Regions from separate parts of the Mus musculus genome. Here region 1 is linked to region 2. Evidence: chromatin contacts called from public HiChIP or PLAC-seq data. All regions are on one chromosome and are shown on one strand. Each heading gives the region's core, a stretch centred on a gene start, on an enhancer-like site or on the middle of the called end of the contact. The rest is flanking DNA. Distances are from core to core; before and after follow the strand shown. Region 1 holds the start of Rhog (ras homolog family member G). Region 2 overlaps Nup98 (nucleoporin 98).

Region 1 (3,775 bases), core at 386-2,885, 96 kb before region 2:
TTAGACCAGGTTTCTTTGTGTAGCCTTGGCTGTCCTGGAATGTAGACCAGGCTGGCCTTGAACTCGGGAACTTTTTATTTATTAAGGTAGGTAAGGTCTTATATAGTCCAGGCTGGCCTCGAACTTCTGAACCTCCTGCCTCCACCTCTGGAATGCTGAGATTACAAACGTGCTACCACACCTGGCTTGGAACGTATTTTTAATAGCTTCATTGAAGTCACTTGAATCTGATCCTGTTATTTTGGGGATTTACAAACCTCACTTAAGGACCCTGTTATTTTTGGGACTCACAAACCTCTTCCCATTAAATACCAAACACTAGTTCTGCCCTCCCAAATTTCCCCTAGCCCCTCCAATTTATTCTCTTCCCATTGGGAGGAATTTGCCTAAGGGCCAAAGAAGAAGTAAGGGGTCCACAAACTGCCTGTGCGATGAGAACAGGCTTCTGGAATCTGAGAACACTCGTTTAGTCAGTCACTGACCAGCCTGAGTTTGATTGTCCTAACTTGACTTTCTATACAGTACCACAGCACGGATACCTATTCTGTAATCTTCACATCCTCTGGGTGGAGAAATTTTTTTTGTTGATTTTACCAAAACAAAACAAAACAAAAAACTGATACTTGGAAACATTAAACTACCTGTCAGACCTGATCCACTTTATTTGGAGGTCCTCTGTAAGACGGGGTGTTTATCTTGTGTTGTTTTCACTGTACCTTGCGGAGCTCTGCACGTGGTAGAGCACCCAGAAAGTTGTTAAAAGAATCAAGACTGTGGATTCTCCAGGAAAACTGCGCCCAAGGCCTGGGTTAGAAGCACCAGAGGGCGCCCTCGAGGCCGTCCACTCGCCGGTCTCCAGGGCCCAAGCCGGACCTCAGGCCTGGGCGCGGTCCTACCGCTCCAAACAGCCGCGCGCCAGGGCGAGATCAGGGAACAAGAAGAGCCCCACGTCTTCCCACGCCCCGCCCCCTCCCCAGGGCCCCGCGGAGCTGCGAGGTGCGGAACCACGACACGACATCCTGTTTTGGGGGCCCGCGCGGCTCCGCCTGCATCTCTGCTGATCACGTCTTTTCCCGGGGTGCTGACGGCAGCTGCCCTCCCCCCACCTCTGTCTCCCCACCCTCCCCAGGGGTCTGGGACCTTCCCACTGCTGAATCACCACCACCCAGCATTCTCCCAAGGCTCAGGGCAGGGGTGGGGACTGCCCCAGCCTGACCCATTCCGGCTAACCCCTAGCCAGCCGCGGCTACCTCTAGATTCCCGGGCTGAGCGGAAGGCATTTCTCAGCCTTCCCGCGGAGGCTGCGGGGCGGGGAGTGAGATACTAGGAAGAGAACAAATGCCCAGCGCCTAGCTTAGGGCCCCTGCTGGGGGGTGGGGGGGAGATGCCAAGTGAAAGCGGGGAGACCTGACCTTGAGAGGCCAGACTCAAGGGGTCTCAGGGCTCACGGGGCGAAGAGTGGAGAGAAGCAGGGTGTGCGGGACTGTGCGGAGGGCAAAGCTTGCAGAAAACCCGAGGCTGGAGGGTGGGGGAGGCCTCCGACTTCCTAGTCCGCCCCGCCCCGGCCGGCCCGCCCCCGCGCCCCGCCCCGGCCCTGCCGGCCCGGCCCCCACCCCCCCACTTCCTCCGGCCTCCAGTTCTCACTTCCTTCTTGAGCCCAGAGCCGCCGCCGCCGCCCCCAGCTCCCCCGCCGCGGGGAGGGCACCAGGTGAGGCCCGGGTCGAGCCCGTCGGGCAGGGGTCCTGGGAAGAGGAGTTCAAGCTGGCCCGGACTGGGTACCCGGGAGCCGGGAAGTTTGCAGGAGGGAGGCCGAGGGCGGGAGGTTTTCGTTCACTGCAAGTTGGGCGGGCGCGGCAGGCCGGGCGGGGACAGCGGCCACCGCGACCCGATCGCTGGTGGCCGGGTTGAGGGTGGGATCCGAGGGACAGCGCGAGCTCCTGCTGTCCGCGAGGGACCACTGAGATCCGAACCGTGAGAGGCTCGGAAGTGGGAAAGCGCTGAGCTGTGAGGCTGGGACTCTGCGGTGGGGTGCCCTCAGAAGTTGTGGGGCTGTTCAGTAGTGTGTGAAAGGAAAGGGCCTCTGGGCTGCAGAAGGCGCGCTCTCTGCTCTGCAGTTGTGACATTTGTGAGGCTGGGGTTGGGGGTGGGGGGCGGTGTCTGAGGCCTCTGAAGTCTCACCCGGGAAGGTCGGAGCCAGTCCATAGCTGCTACACTGTTGCTGCTGAGGACTCGGTGGGGGAATCCCCATTCCCTCTCTGTATTTTTCTGAGCCAACCTCTTTATTCCTGTCCCATACAACAGCGGGTATTTAGTGAACACGTCTGTTGTGTCTATCAGACTCAATCTGGCCTTTTTTATTTTGAGGATAAACTGAGGAAGGAAAGGGCCACTATACCGATAGTCACTGACAACTTCCATGACTTTGAGAGGCAGCTGGAGTACTGGCTTTCGGTAATGATTGAGAGCTCTTAACGTCTTCTCCCTCACCTGAACTCCCCATACTGTCTTCCACATTCGCCATAGTGTCGACCACATTCGCCTCCTTCCGGCTCTTCCCCCAACCACATAGATGTACCCAGGCCCTGATCTCGCATTTACCCTGCCCTGCCTGTTGTTCAGCCTCTGACTACCACACACATATCTCCCCATTTTGTTTCTATCTTCCCTGCCGCCCTCAGTCCGTCTCCTTCCCTTGGTCTGTAATCTAGCTTTGGTGTCAGAAACTGCTTTAAACTTGCTGAGTTTGAGAGCCTTTTTCAAACGTCTTTAGCTTAGAGATGCTGGCTGCAACCTCCCGATGATGGAGATGATTAAACATGTGCACACGCCCGTGAACATGCAAGTTTTGGTGTTCTTTATCTCTTAGAGACAAAATAACTGCCCTCAGCCTTGAGAAGGCCCAGAGCAGAAGCCGGCAGAATGAAGGGAACCTGCGGTGGGTGACACTGTGGTTAGGCAAGGGGAAGCAGTCTGTAGCAGGCAGGGTTGGGTGACACAAGAATAAGATTAGTGAGAAAGTCCATGGGAAATCAAACTACCCTGATTCTTAGGAAGGCAGCCTAGGAGTGTGTGTGTAGTGGTGTGTTGTGTGGGAGGGGGGTCAGGGGGAACTAGCTTTAAGGTTCCTGTCTCCTAGCACTTACTGGTTCCAACCAGTGGGGAGAGTAGGTTGGGCCATTTGGCCTGCTAGGAAAAGGAAGGGGGCAGAGGCAAGATTCTGGAGGGAAAAGTGCTACGAGTCTAACTTAAGTCTCTACTGGTTTTTAAATTTTGATCAGGAAGGGGATGTGAGGCAAGGTGTTTGTCTTTCGTCCCTGGTGCTTGGTGGGAACTGCAGAGGTTGGGTATCTACATTTTCTGATGTGTATCAGAGCCTTGACTGGGAGTTGTGCTGACCCTCCTGTCTTTAAGCATCCTTGATGTTCTCTTCATACCGAGCTGTGCTCTCTATTCCCGCTCTCTGAGGGGCTTCTCCACAGTCTAACGTAGTCTGTCCTGGCCCCATAAGTGCTTGTCTCCATCCTAGCACCCCTGCCTCTCAGCGTTCGGATTACATGCTCAGACTCTGTTTGTGTCTGCCTTCTCTGCTCTCTGTATTAACTTCATTCCACGAGAATAAAAAGAAGTGAAGGAGAGCAAATGTCACATTTGGGGAATCGTTGAGCACAGCTAAATTTAAGAGCTAGGCTCCTTCCCTTTCCTATCCTCTTACCACCTCACAGTTGTCCCTCTCCCATCAATTGTTCCTTCCTCTGGGCCTGCCCTTCTCCACCTG
Region 2 (3,663 bases), core at 300-2,799:
TTAGGCTTTGTTTCATCACTCAGCCCTCTTGCCAGCCCTGATTCCCCATCGTTAATGGTCTTTGTGGTCATTGTGATGAATATAAGATAGTTTAGTTAGCTCTCCATTAGTGAAATTTCAGAGATTATTTGGTATTCCTTTATTCAAAATAGTGGGCCATCTATTTTTTAATTTGTAATTTGATATTTCATTAAAGTATTTCCAAACCTCTTGTGTTTATAATATTAGTTTAAATTCAAATTTTGAGATTTTTAAAAATTTTATATATATATGAGTGTTTTGTCTACAAGTATGTATGTGCATTGTGTGCATACAATGCCTATAGAGTCCACTTATGTGAAATCCACTGGAACTGGAGTTAGAATTGTTGATAGCTTCCATGTCAGTGTTGGGAATCAAACCCTGGGTCTCTGAAAAAACAGCCAGTGTTCAGTGTTTATTTTGACATTAACCATTAATCATTTATTTTCACATAGCAGCAAGTATTTTGTGTTTAGTCTAAGATTTAATCAAAATCAAGGCTGGGGAGATGGCTAAGTAAAGGCCTTTGTCATCAAACCTGAAGATCTGAGTTTGATCTCCAACACACCCACAGAGTGAGAGGGGGTTGCTCAGATTTATTCCTTTGAAAATGAGCAGTCAAGGCTATGAAACCTAGAGCTAGATTTTCTGAGGTTTTTCGTTTGTTATTTTATGTACATGGGTGTTTTGGTTGCATGTATATTTGTATACACTTGTGTGCCTGGTGTCTTAGGGGACCGGGAGATGGTATCAGACCCTCTAGAACTAGGTTGCAAATTGTTGGGAGCCACCATGTCTGTGCTGGGAATTGATCCAGGATTCTCTATACAAAGCAGCACATCCTCTTAACCACTGAGCCATCTTTCTAGCCCTAGATTTTTCTATTTTAAAACTTCAATTCTAGATAGTACTCACAACTTTGTGATATTACACAAAATTTTTTTTTTTGATCTGGTTTTCCTGTTACAGGTTAAGAGGTAGTAATTACATCCTATCTCACACAGCTGCTATAAGGATTTATTAAATCATCTGGTGTAATGTCAGATCCTTAATAAAAATTAACTGCTGTCATCACCTTTTCTATTGCCAAAGACTAAGGTATTTTTTTCTCCGTTATCAGATTTAGCTTCCTGAGCAAACCTGTTGATGAGAACAATCAGCAGGATGGAGAAGATGACTCTCTTGTATCACGATTTTACACTAATCCTATTGCCAAACCCATTCCACAAACTCCAGAGAGTGTTGGAAACAAAAATAACAGTAGCAGCAATGTGGAAGATACCATTGTTGCCTTGAACATGCGTGCTGCTTTGCGCAATGGATTGGAAGGAAGCAGTGAAGAGACGTCATTCCATGATGAGTCATTGCAAGATGACCGAGAAGAGATAGAAAATAATGCTTACCACATACACCCAGCAGGTCAGATTCACATACTTTTTTATATCTTTGAAACAGTTTTTAATTACAGCAATGTGGTCAAAAGAGTCCACTTCTTATAGCCTAAGAGACTGTCCTATCTTCCTAACTTTGTAAATTCAAGTGGATTGTTTATTAGTAAGACCTTACCATAGTGTATTCTATGGAGACTTACCATGTTATGGGTATTCCTTTTAAGAAGAGGACTCTATGGTAAATAAAATCTACAAATCTTAGGTTAAGCAAAGTTTAGTAGACTATATTACATTTAAAATGTTTTTGTTTTTCTGTTTGTGGGAATAGAGTCTGGGTCTTGCTCATGCTTTCTTCAAACTTGCAGTGACCCTTCTGCCTCTGCACCCCAAGTTCTGCGTTGAGTATGTGGAGGCAAGTTGCTCAGAAGCTCAGGGTCTTGGCTTTGTTTTAACTACAACGCCATACTGACACATAAGACCCTGTCTCATATTGTTATATGAAAATAAAATTAATAGAACTGGTAACTGTTCTACTCAAGTATAATCACAATATTTTTTGACTTTTGGTCATAGGCATTGTTCTCACAAAAGTTGGTTATTACACTATCCCATCTATGGATGACCTTGCTAAAATTACCAACGAGAAGGGAGAATGCATTGTTTCTGACTTCACCATTGGTCGTAAAGGTAAGTGTGAGTTTAAAAGTCATATAACTTAGAGATTGGACCTTGCCTATGTTATTAAGGGCAACTCTAGGTTTTAGAGTCTGGTTTTTTGTTCTTGTTGGGTTTTTTTTTCCCCCCTGTATTTGGTTCTTTCCTGACTTAGACTAATAGAAACATTGACAAGTAATAAAGCAAGGAAGACTAAAACCATGTAGAATTTGGGGGCTTAGACATACCTGTTTGAGTCTGGTAATTATGTTTCCCATAATTCTCCATAATTAAACTTGAAGATATACTAAGTTTTTAATACAGTGATCAATTTTATATTAAATTGTTATGGGTAATTTTCTTTAAATAAACTTACTCTGTGAAGTAGTCTTTTGAATGGGCTCAAGTATTTTAGTTTATGTAGCAGACGAGGAACCAAGTTGTTCATACACTGGCACTGGAGATACTGGGGAAGATTTGAAGACACCAGAAATGTAAAGTGGAGATGTTATATCTGATAACTATATAATGCCATTCCTCGGTCCCCACTCTTGCCATCTTTAGGAGACAGAAAGCTACTCCAAGAATTTCTGGAAGGTTTAAAATACTGATATTAAAGGTTGCATGTTCTCCCTTCCTAATTACTACAGATTAAAGGAGATTTTTGCTCCTTTATGAAGGATCTTTTTTAACCATTTGCTCTGAATTTTAGGATATGGCTCAATCTATTTTGAAGGAGATGTGAATTTGACAAATCTAAATTTGGATGATATTGTGCATATCCGAAGGAAAGAAGTTATTGTCTATGTAGATGATAACCAAAAGCCACCTGTGGGTGAAGGGCTAAATAGGTATGAATTTATTTATATACAGAAATTGGAGTTTTTTCCTGAAAACACAGTCTTTCTATAAACTTTTATTGTTTGTCTACTCTTATTTGAAAGTATAAATGGTAATGATGCTCTGTGACTTTAGGACTCATACCTTTCCCTAATGGTAATGTGTTCACATGCTATTTTCAGGAACTTTCAACAATGGAAGTTTGCCTTTGCTTAATTTTGCTTTTCAGAGGTAGAGATTAAACTAGGGCCTCATACATGTTGAAAATCACTCTGCCAGTGAGCACCAACTCCAGAAAGTTTTCTTGTTTTGTTGTATTTCTTCTTGTTCTGCCACTGGTACACTCAACTATTTAAATGTGAGACTAACGTTTATTTTGTTTTGTAGGCATTCTGTTGCCATATATTGCTTGGATATGGTGGGAGGTTAGATAGCTCGCACTGTAACCGGTGTGGTGTTGAACCCTAACTTAGCTTTGATTCACGGCATTCCTGCTTCACCTCCCCTGTGCTGTAGTAACACTCCTGTACTGCTACATCCATCTTCCTCTGGATAAGATGTGTGATTGGTAAAAGTCACATTTGCAGAACTCCAGTAAACAGCTTGTTTGAGGGCTGGGAATAGGGGTGAAGGCTGGAGAGCTGGCTCAGAACACTTGCTGCTCTTGGCAGAGGCCTGTGTTTGGGTTCCCAGCAACTCACAACTGTTTGTAGCGCTGGTTCTAGGGAATTCTATTCTGTCTTGTGGCTTTCATAAA

Evidence for each region. HiChIP or PLAC-seq counts read pairs in DNA pulled down with a chosen protein or histone mark.
Region 1: an H3K4me3 HiChIP or PLAC-seq map of bone marrow-derived macrophages shows a contact between it and region 2, with 2.6 times the contacts expected there. The contact joins the promoter of Rhog here to the enhancer-like site in region 2. A contact is called at or near these places in 8 of 39 promoter capture datasets (the C10 cell line, cranial neural crest, fetal liver and 5 more), 5 of 484 Hi-C or Micro-C datasets (bone marrow-derived macrophages, cerebral cortex, embryonic stem cells and 2 more), 8 of 115 datasets of contacts at active chromatin or transcription factors (the 230-238 cell line, the HPC-7 cell line, the SCID.adh cell line and 3 more) and 3 of 9 other capture datasets (adipose tissue, liver and pancreatic islet).

What each region holds. Positions count from the first base shown.
Region 1 is chr7:102,247,978-102,251,752 of GRCm38.p6, reverse strand. Rhog (ras homolog family member G) reads left to right here and starts at 1,635. Exons shown (of 2, transcript NM_019566.3): 1 at 1,635-1,708.
Region 2 is chr7:102,151,572-102,155,234 of GRCm38.p6, reverse strand. Nup98 (nucleoporin 98) reads left to right here. Exons shown (of 33, transcript NM_001287164.1): 16 at 1,142-1,440; 17 at 1,986-2,099; 18 at 2,779-2,917. Among named protein-coding and RNA genes, the nearest start is that of Chrna10, 37 kb to the right of the region's middle. Within about 2 kb of position 1,549, at least 3 of the 459 cell types and tissues checked have an H3K27ac peak or open chromatin away from gene starts, as enhancers often do. A contact at or near this core is called in bone marrow-derived macrophages, where this site is marked.